2 separate regions of the Sus scrofa genome follow, and region 1 is linked to region 2. A link is a contact called in public promoter capture Hi-C data. All regions are on one chromosome and are shown on one strand. Each heading gives the region's core, a stretch centred on a gene start, on an enhancer-like site or on the middle of the called end of the contact. The rest is flanking DNA. Distances are from core to core; before and after follow the strand shown.

Region 1 (3,651 bases), core at 1,090-3,589, 45 kb before region 2:
ACTCTGGGTCTCGAGAAGCTCACACACACAGACACACACAGCAGGCACACGCAACAGGCTGAAGCTATATTCGCTCTTCAACAAGATGTCTCGTCTTACCGAAATGAAACCAGGAGCTCCTTTTCACAACCTAAGACTCATATTAAAAAGGTGTTTCATAGTTTTAAACAGTCTTATAAACTAAACCACTGTTTTCAATTCTGAAAACACGTTTTACGGTAGGAAGAACTTGGGGGGGGGGGGGCGCAGTGCAATGGATGAGCTCATGTCTCGAGGCTTCACCTGAAATCATCTAGTGGCAGCCTTGCCTTTTTCATACAAAATAAAGCCTCCAAGTAGGGAGGAAGCACAGGTTGAAGAAGGGAAAGTTGTCACCAGAGGAAAACGAAGGCGGGCCTGCTACATGCAAGTGAATCCAGAGGGAATTCCAGTTTTGTTCCCTGGCCATCAAAAACAGTTTGGAAGATTTGTGCCAAAATTGGAAATAAAAGCATGCTCTTTTCTCCCTGCACCCTACAGAGCTGCCTTTGAAGTCACATGTGCTCCACAGGGCACAGACAGAAACAAAAATCAGGCACTTAAGTTTTCTGCAGCCGGTTTAGCATGAGACAGTGTGCTTCCAGCATTTTATACAACAGTCATTTCAGCTCCCTCTCCTTCGATATGATGAGCTTTTGTCTCATGCCCTGGAATTTAAATCCGTGCTTCCCTCTGGTTATACCTTCTGGTCCCAGGGACAGCCTCAGGACTTGGCCCAGCTGCCTGGATCTGGTTCAGGCCCTGCCTGGATGGACCGACTCCAGCTCTCGGCTTGTAGGAACTGGGGCTGACTCTGCAGCCACCTGGCAAGAGCTGGCTGGCTTTGCAGCCTTCTGGACTTCCCTGAACAGCTCACTGGGGTGCTTCAAGCCCCCCTCATCTCTTCATTCTGCCTTACCAGGGCTATGGGATAAAACACAGCTATCCATTCTTCCTGCCTCAACTAAAAGGTGAGAAAAATATCGCATTTGGAATAGTAACAACTAATGCTGGTATATTTCAAAAAAAAAATCCATCTTCAAAATCAGGTACTTCCTTGGTAAGCCTCATTACAGCCTTAAGGATAGAAATGTTTCTACCGCTTATTTTGTTTTGTTTTTCTGCCTAGATACTGAGTTTAGAGAATGGAAGGATCCTGAGCCAGTGTTACGTAAGTGAGAGCTAAAAGGTAGGAAGGGGGGAAACAAAAACATTTCATATTTTCCAATGCATAAAGTTACCTGCTCGGTGAACTCAAAAGGGAAAAAAATCAAAATAGTGTATTTCCAGCATAAAAGAGTTTATTGTAGGATATTAAAAGTGGCACCTTTTTTTTTTGGCAGGAAAGCTAGAACTGAAAGGAATCTTAAAGACCAACTAATCCAATTACTTAACGAGGTGGAAAGTGCTGCCCAGAAGTCAGTGGTTCAGACTAATAGGGTGGTGTCAAGGAGACATGCAAACCCTCTAGAAGGAGCCTCCACTGGCCCAAGACAGGACAATTTGAATATCAAAAAGAAGGACTGCAACTGATTCAAACGTATCAATTCTATAAAGTCCGTGAGTGTATAATGAGTTGATAAGAGGTCCTTCCACCTCCACCCCCAAAACAGTAAAGAACAGCTCACTAGTGACCACCAGTAAAAGGTGCTGGAGCCCCAATTCATCATTCTGACAAATGATAAATACAAGGCAAGGCTGAATAACATACCATTTTCTCTTTCCAAACTATATTTCAGGATAACCAAGTAACTGATGATGGAAACTTCACCCATTTAAAAGAATCCCAGCGAATAAAAGCAGAAATTATCACAGAACTAGAAAAATTCCATTTTGACTTTCTCAGCTGAAATTCAGCCTTTCAACTGGGTCCCAAGAGGTGGAACACAGATCAGCTAAGGATCAATGAATGTAGAGGAGAATAAAATGCCACAGTTAGGGTAATTAATTAGTAAAAATGTAAGAGGAATGAGTATCTGGAAAAGAAAGGTCAGAATGGAGATGGGGCAGCTGAGGCCAGGTCGGGAGAGACCAAACACCATCAACACATTTTCTAAGTCTCAATTTAGCCTAGCATTGCTTAAAGAGAAAAGAAAAAGAGTGAGAAAAGTGAGAATGTACACAAAACATGGAAACATAATATTAGGGAGAGAGAGAAGGAAAAAAAAAGTTGGTCCTGTTCATGCCAGCATTTTTCACCACAGCCAAAACTTGGAAGCAACCTCTGTTCTACTAATGGATGAATGAATAAAGAAAATGTCACACACACACACACACACACACACACGCATGCACGCACACGTGTGTGCAATGGAATATTATTCAGCCATGCAAAAGAAGGAACTCTTGCCATTTGCAACATCATGGGGAGACCTTATGAAGGCATTATGCCAAGTGAAACAAGTCAGACAGAGAAAGACAAATACCATACAATTTCACTTACATATGGAATCGAAAAGAAACTGAACTCACAGATACAGAGAACAGACTGGTGGTTGCAAGGGGTGGGGGGGGCGGGTGTAAGGAGAGGGCGACATGGGTGAAGGGTGCCCAAAGGTACAAACCTCCGGTTGTAAGATGAAGAGGCTCTGGGGAATGTAACGTACAGCATGGCAACTACAGTTAACAAGACCATAGTGTGTATCTGAAACTGGCTAACAGAGGAAATCTTAAAAGTTCTCGTCACAAGAAAAACAACATGTAACTATATGTGGTGACAGATGTTAACTAAACTTAGTGTGGTGATCATTTCACAATATATACAGATATCATCATGTTGTACACTGAAATAATACAAGGTTACAGGTCAATTACACCTCAATTAAAAAAAAAAAAAGCTGCTGCTCCAAGTCCCACTTGATCCCCATCTTTAATGAACAGCATGAGAGAAGGATGTGCTGGGATTAGAGCTGACGGTGGGCTGGGAGCCCAACATCAGATGAGCCCCGTGCATGTTAACCAGAAACAACTAGGTTTCTGAAACAAGACCACATGTATCCTCCACAGTTAGGTCTCAGTGGGCTGTAGTTGGCTCATTATGAGGCATTCTCCCTGTCAAAATAAATAGGCAGAAGTAACAAAACCAAAGAATCCAAAGAAAAAAAATCCAACCCAGAGAAAAGCACAGCACAGCACAAAACTAATAAAGGCAGTGAGGAGAGGGTCAACATTGCAAAATGTTGTTTTGTTTCGTAATACACTTGGAACCTCTGGAGTGTTTGACACGTCATGACATGGAACACTGACCTTGAGGCTGAAACCAGCATCATCGTTTTTTCCTCCCCACTGAACTAGTCATTTCTTCCCACTGCTAAGTTGGGGGGAGGGAGTAAGGAGAAGAAAAAGAGAAGAGAAGGAAGCTCATTTGGCAAGAAGCTGGACTCCGATTTCCCTTGGTTCTCATTCCCCAAATGGAGTTGGTAAAATTTCCTACTATTGTGCTTTTTCAATGGTCAATAGTGACTTTGTTTCCAGCTCTTTCCAGAAAAGCAGATATTGCTATCTTTTTTTATTTATTTTTTTACTATGTATATACATTTATATATTGAGATAAAATTCTAATGCCATAAAAGTCACCTTTTTAGAGTGCACATTCCAGTGGTTTTTAGTATACTCTCAAAAAGTCACCTGTAT
Region 2 (3,937 bases), core at 937-3,436:
TTTCTCTAAACGACTAGGTTCAGACAGAAAATGCAGTATGGCAACATCATATGATTAAAATGGAAACTGACATATGAATAATATATGCAAATCTATCTGACACGCATTTCCAAGCCCACATGTTCTCAGTGTGTAAGTTCTGCAGCTTCTGACAAATGTCCCTATCTCTGCCACACTGTGAACTAACCTCAACAACCAACCTTCTGGTTGAAGACACACACAAATTACCCTACACATTAGAAAGACATAAATGCAATGACCTTCAACAACGTACATGGTCCCAGAGTATGTGGCATAAACAGGTAATTGGCCACTGGCACACCTGGGTGACACAGTAAGCCAATTCTTCAGAACAGGCAAATCCACTCAATTCTATGCTCTGTTGCTGTGCCACACCTGGCACATCATGTTGACAGTACTTACGCATTACAATAGGGCTTCTTTTCATAGCCTTTGTAGTTGTTCATGTTGAGAGCCATCTTGCAGACTTCACAATGGAAACATCCTTTATGCCAATACTGAAAAAAAAAATATTTAAAATTTTGGTACAATGCCAGTTCTCTCCAGGAAGGGTACAGAAAGGAGACATTTTTAGTGCATCACAAGTCCCCGTATCTGAAAATACTACAACAAAATGATCGCAGGTACCAGTGGATGTTTGCCTAATTTCAGTTAAGTAAATAAAGCAGGCAGTTATTAAAACTGAGTTTTAAATGAATCCCCACCAAAACGTACAGACTCCAGTGGAAGAAATGACAAGGGCTCTGCCCATATCACACCTCGACGAGCAGCCCGAAAGGAGTTCTGCAATTGGTTAATGGAGAAATGGAGCCGGTGAAGTGGCTCCAAAAGGAAAACGAGTCCAAGTCAAAGTGCCTAAACACTGTTTGAGAGATCTCAATAAACATGTGTCCACCGGAAGTCAAGCAACCTGAGATGGCAGGAGGCGCACCATGTAAGTACCCCTGGTCCCCCATCCCTGTCCAGCTCCACTAAACTGCGGAAAGCTGGGCTCTGTCCGGGATGCCTGAAGGGATGACGACGTGCTCTTGGGAGGCATCATCTGTATGACCACACGCAAATTTCACTAGGACCTCCTCCGGCTGGACTCCATCGTCAGTCTCTCAGGACAGAGGCCAGCGTCTCTCTCCCAGGCTGTTCAACTCCATCCGCACCCAGGAAGGGCAGGGGAGCTGAGCTGCGGGGCCCGGGCTACAGCCGGTTCCTCTGGAATTCCCCAACCGGGTGGATTAGCCCCCCGCGGGTCCGGCTTGCCGCGCTGAGCCCCGGCTCCTGGGCGGGGATTATTCTTAGCAATGCGGCAGCGGCCGCCCCACGACATATTAATTACTATCTGCCTCTCCACCTCGCCGCCCTTACGAGAGGCGCCGGGGCAGGGGTGAGGTGGGGATGCGGACGCATCCTTGGGCGGGGGCGGCGGGGGCGGGGGTTGCGGGGCAGTGACAGGGCAGGAGTGGTGGTGAGAGGGGCGCGGCTCGCCGAACTGCTCCCGGGGGCCCCGCGTGGGCTCCCAGGGCCGCGGTCCGCCTGGCGCCCTCCGCCGCCGCTCGCTGCCGCCGCCGGCGCAGCCCCGCACCCCCGCCGCCCGCACCCCGACAAAAGGCTTTCCTGGTTCCTACAGCACGGTCGCCAAGCGTGCTCTCTGACACTCCTCGGGCATCTTCCTTCGTATGCCCTCACCCCGTGCCAAGACACACACACACATACACGCACAGACCCACTCTTCTCTTTCCATCGCAGATGCCAAAACTTCTCCAAGCAGGTGCAGCCCGGCGCCCGGCAGGTCCCGGCTGGCCCGGCGCCCCCTTGCTCACCTTATCCAGGCAGTTGACTTTCTCCGTGGGATACACTACTTTCCCGCAGCGGGCACATTGGGGGTTCATTGTCGCGGTTCCTGGGGGCGGCGAACAGGCGGCGGCGGCTGGGGGCTCCGAGGAGCCGCTGTGACATCCCCCGGCGATCCCCGCACCGCCTCCTGGCAGACGGGAGGGCGGCGGGAGGCCGGGCGCGGGGATCGGGAGTCTGCCCGGAGCCGGGGGCGAGCGGGCCGCGCGGCGCGCGGGGAGGCGGCGGGGGCGCGGGTGGGTGCGCGGCTGGGCCTGGCGCCGAGGGGCGGCCGCGCTCTCGTGCTCGGGCTCGGCTCCGGCTCGGGCTCCGCGCCGCTCGCTCTGCGTCGCTCGCACTCCAGGTACCGGTGACTCACAGAGACACTCGCTCCCGCCCCTCGCGCTCACTCGCTCCCCCGCCTCGCCGGTGACGCGCAGGCCAAACCCACCGGCGCGCCCCGACCGAAGTGGCAGGGAACGAGCACGTCGGGCCCCGGGGGAGGGCGGGCGAAGCGGGGGAAGGGGGAGGGCAGAGACCCGGAAAGCTCCGCAGACCGCTCGGCTGCGAAGGGGAGGCCTGGGAGCGAGCTTCGCGCGGCTGCCGCAGCGGGGGCGGCCAGGTGGGCGGCGGCGGCGGAGGAGGACCGCGGGGGGGCCGCGAGGGAGGGCTCAACCCCGCGCACGCCCTGCACCCCTTCCTCCTCTCTCCCCTGCCCAGCCGGGGGCTGCCCGGCTCCTAGGCCGATCTATGTTCCTGATGCCCAAAGGTCGCGGGGAACGCGAGGTGGGGGTGCGCCCGCCCCGGGTCGCGGGCAGCAGCGCACCGACGCCCCACGCAGCGCCCAGTGCCCGGGCGGAGACTGGTCCGGGCGTGCGCAGCGACGCTTTCCCGTGCGGGAGCTGGGAAACCCGCGGGGAACCTGGAGCTTCACGTCCCAGCAGCGCCAGGGGGCTGTGCCGCGCCGGCCCCCACGGGCCTTCGCTGGAAGCAAGCGTTCCCGCGTGCCTGCGCTAAATCCTCGGACCCTGACGGGAAGAGACTTCTCTCACTGGCTACCCTCCTCTGCACTTGTTATATCTGTTCTCATAAAACGAGTGATCATTTTAGGCCCGAATCAAGCCTTTCTTGATTAATAAACGGACATCGTTCATGGGGGGGGGGGGGATCGCGCGCGCATACTGTATATTTTGCAATTAAACACCACAGGGTCTACGAAAAGTTCTTCACCTACGTTAAGGAAAGCAATTACAAATTCATGGTCCTAACCGGAAGGGCCAGGAAATCAAGCTGAAGGGTAAGGGTCAGATAGAACCAAACGGAATAGAAATCCGTTTTAGTTTTAATAAGCTTGTTGGACTCGCTTTGTAAAAGGCAGCAAAATGGAGCCACACGTCCTGAATTCAAAACCCAACCCTGCCATTTACTGTCATGTGACTTTGTGCAAATACTTACCCTCTCTATGCCTCAGTTTTCAAATCTGCAAAATGGGAATAACTGCTGCAAAACAGCTTCAATTTTCCCAGTGTGAGAATTATGAGTCAGCAGATAAGTGTTTCAACCTGCCTGGCTCTCGGCAAACGCTACATTAAGTGTCAGCCTGGATTATCATCATAGGCCGTTTGTAGCAAATAAGGAAACATTCTGCTGTTAACGCAGAGATTAAGACTCAGTAATGCCACATAGCCACTACTGTAACAAATATTGGTGATTTTTTAAAAAATCATTGCTGCAGCTTTTCATGAAAAAAGAAAACTGCTGATTTCTGAGCTCCTCAGGCAGACTGCACAGATGAAATATCATTCATAATGAGACTGTGTTGTTTGACCTTTCAAAAGAGATCATTTCTTAAAAAAGATCCACCAATGCAGCAGCCTTTGAACCGCTTTTTGCCCTGCTCACAAGTCCACCTCTAAAGCAAATAAAGCAATAATTTGCTGTCAGAGAGTCTCGCTGTCATTTAAAAACACCTCAGAACTAATTAGAAAAGCTTAAGACCACAGGTGAAAGTGGAGGACTTTATGTTAAGTGAAATAAGCCAGACAAATACTGCATGGTGTCACACATACGTGGAATCTTAAAGAAAAAAAAA

Evidence for each region. Promoter capture Hi-C pulls out the DNA fragments that hold promoters and counts their contacts.
Region 1: a promoter capture Hi-C map of liver shows a contact between it and region 2, with 4 times the contacts expected there. The contact joins the promoter of C10H10orf113 here to the promoter of NEBL in region 2. A contact is called at or near these places in 1 of 5 promoter capture datasets (liver) and 5 of 47 Hi-C or Micro-C datasets (epiblast stem cells, heart right ventricle and liver).

What each region holds. Positions count from the first base shown.
Region 1 is chr10:53,646,754-53,650,404 of Sscrofa11.1, reverse strand. C10H10orf113 (putative uncharacterized protein C10orf113 homolog) reads right to left here and starts at 2,339. Exons shown (of 3, transcript XM_021064960.1): 1 at 885-2,339; 2 at 748-883; 3 at 1-745. The coding sequence starts at 1,007. The coding sequence ends at 639. The region is part of intron 2 of NEBL (nebulette); the gene reads right to left.
Region 2 is chr10:53,601,178-53,605,114 of Sscrofa11.1, reverse strand. It overlaps NEBL (nebulette), which reads right to left and starts at 2,186. Exons shown (of 7, transcript XM_003357763.4): 1 at 1,836-2,186; 2 at 424-518. The coding sequence starts at 1,904.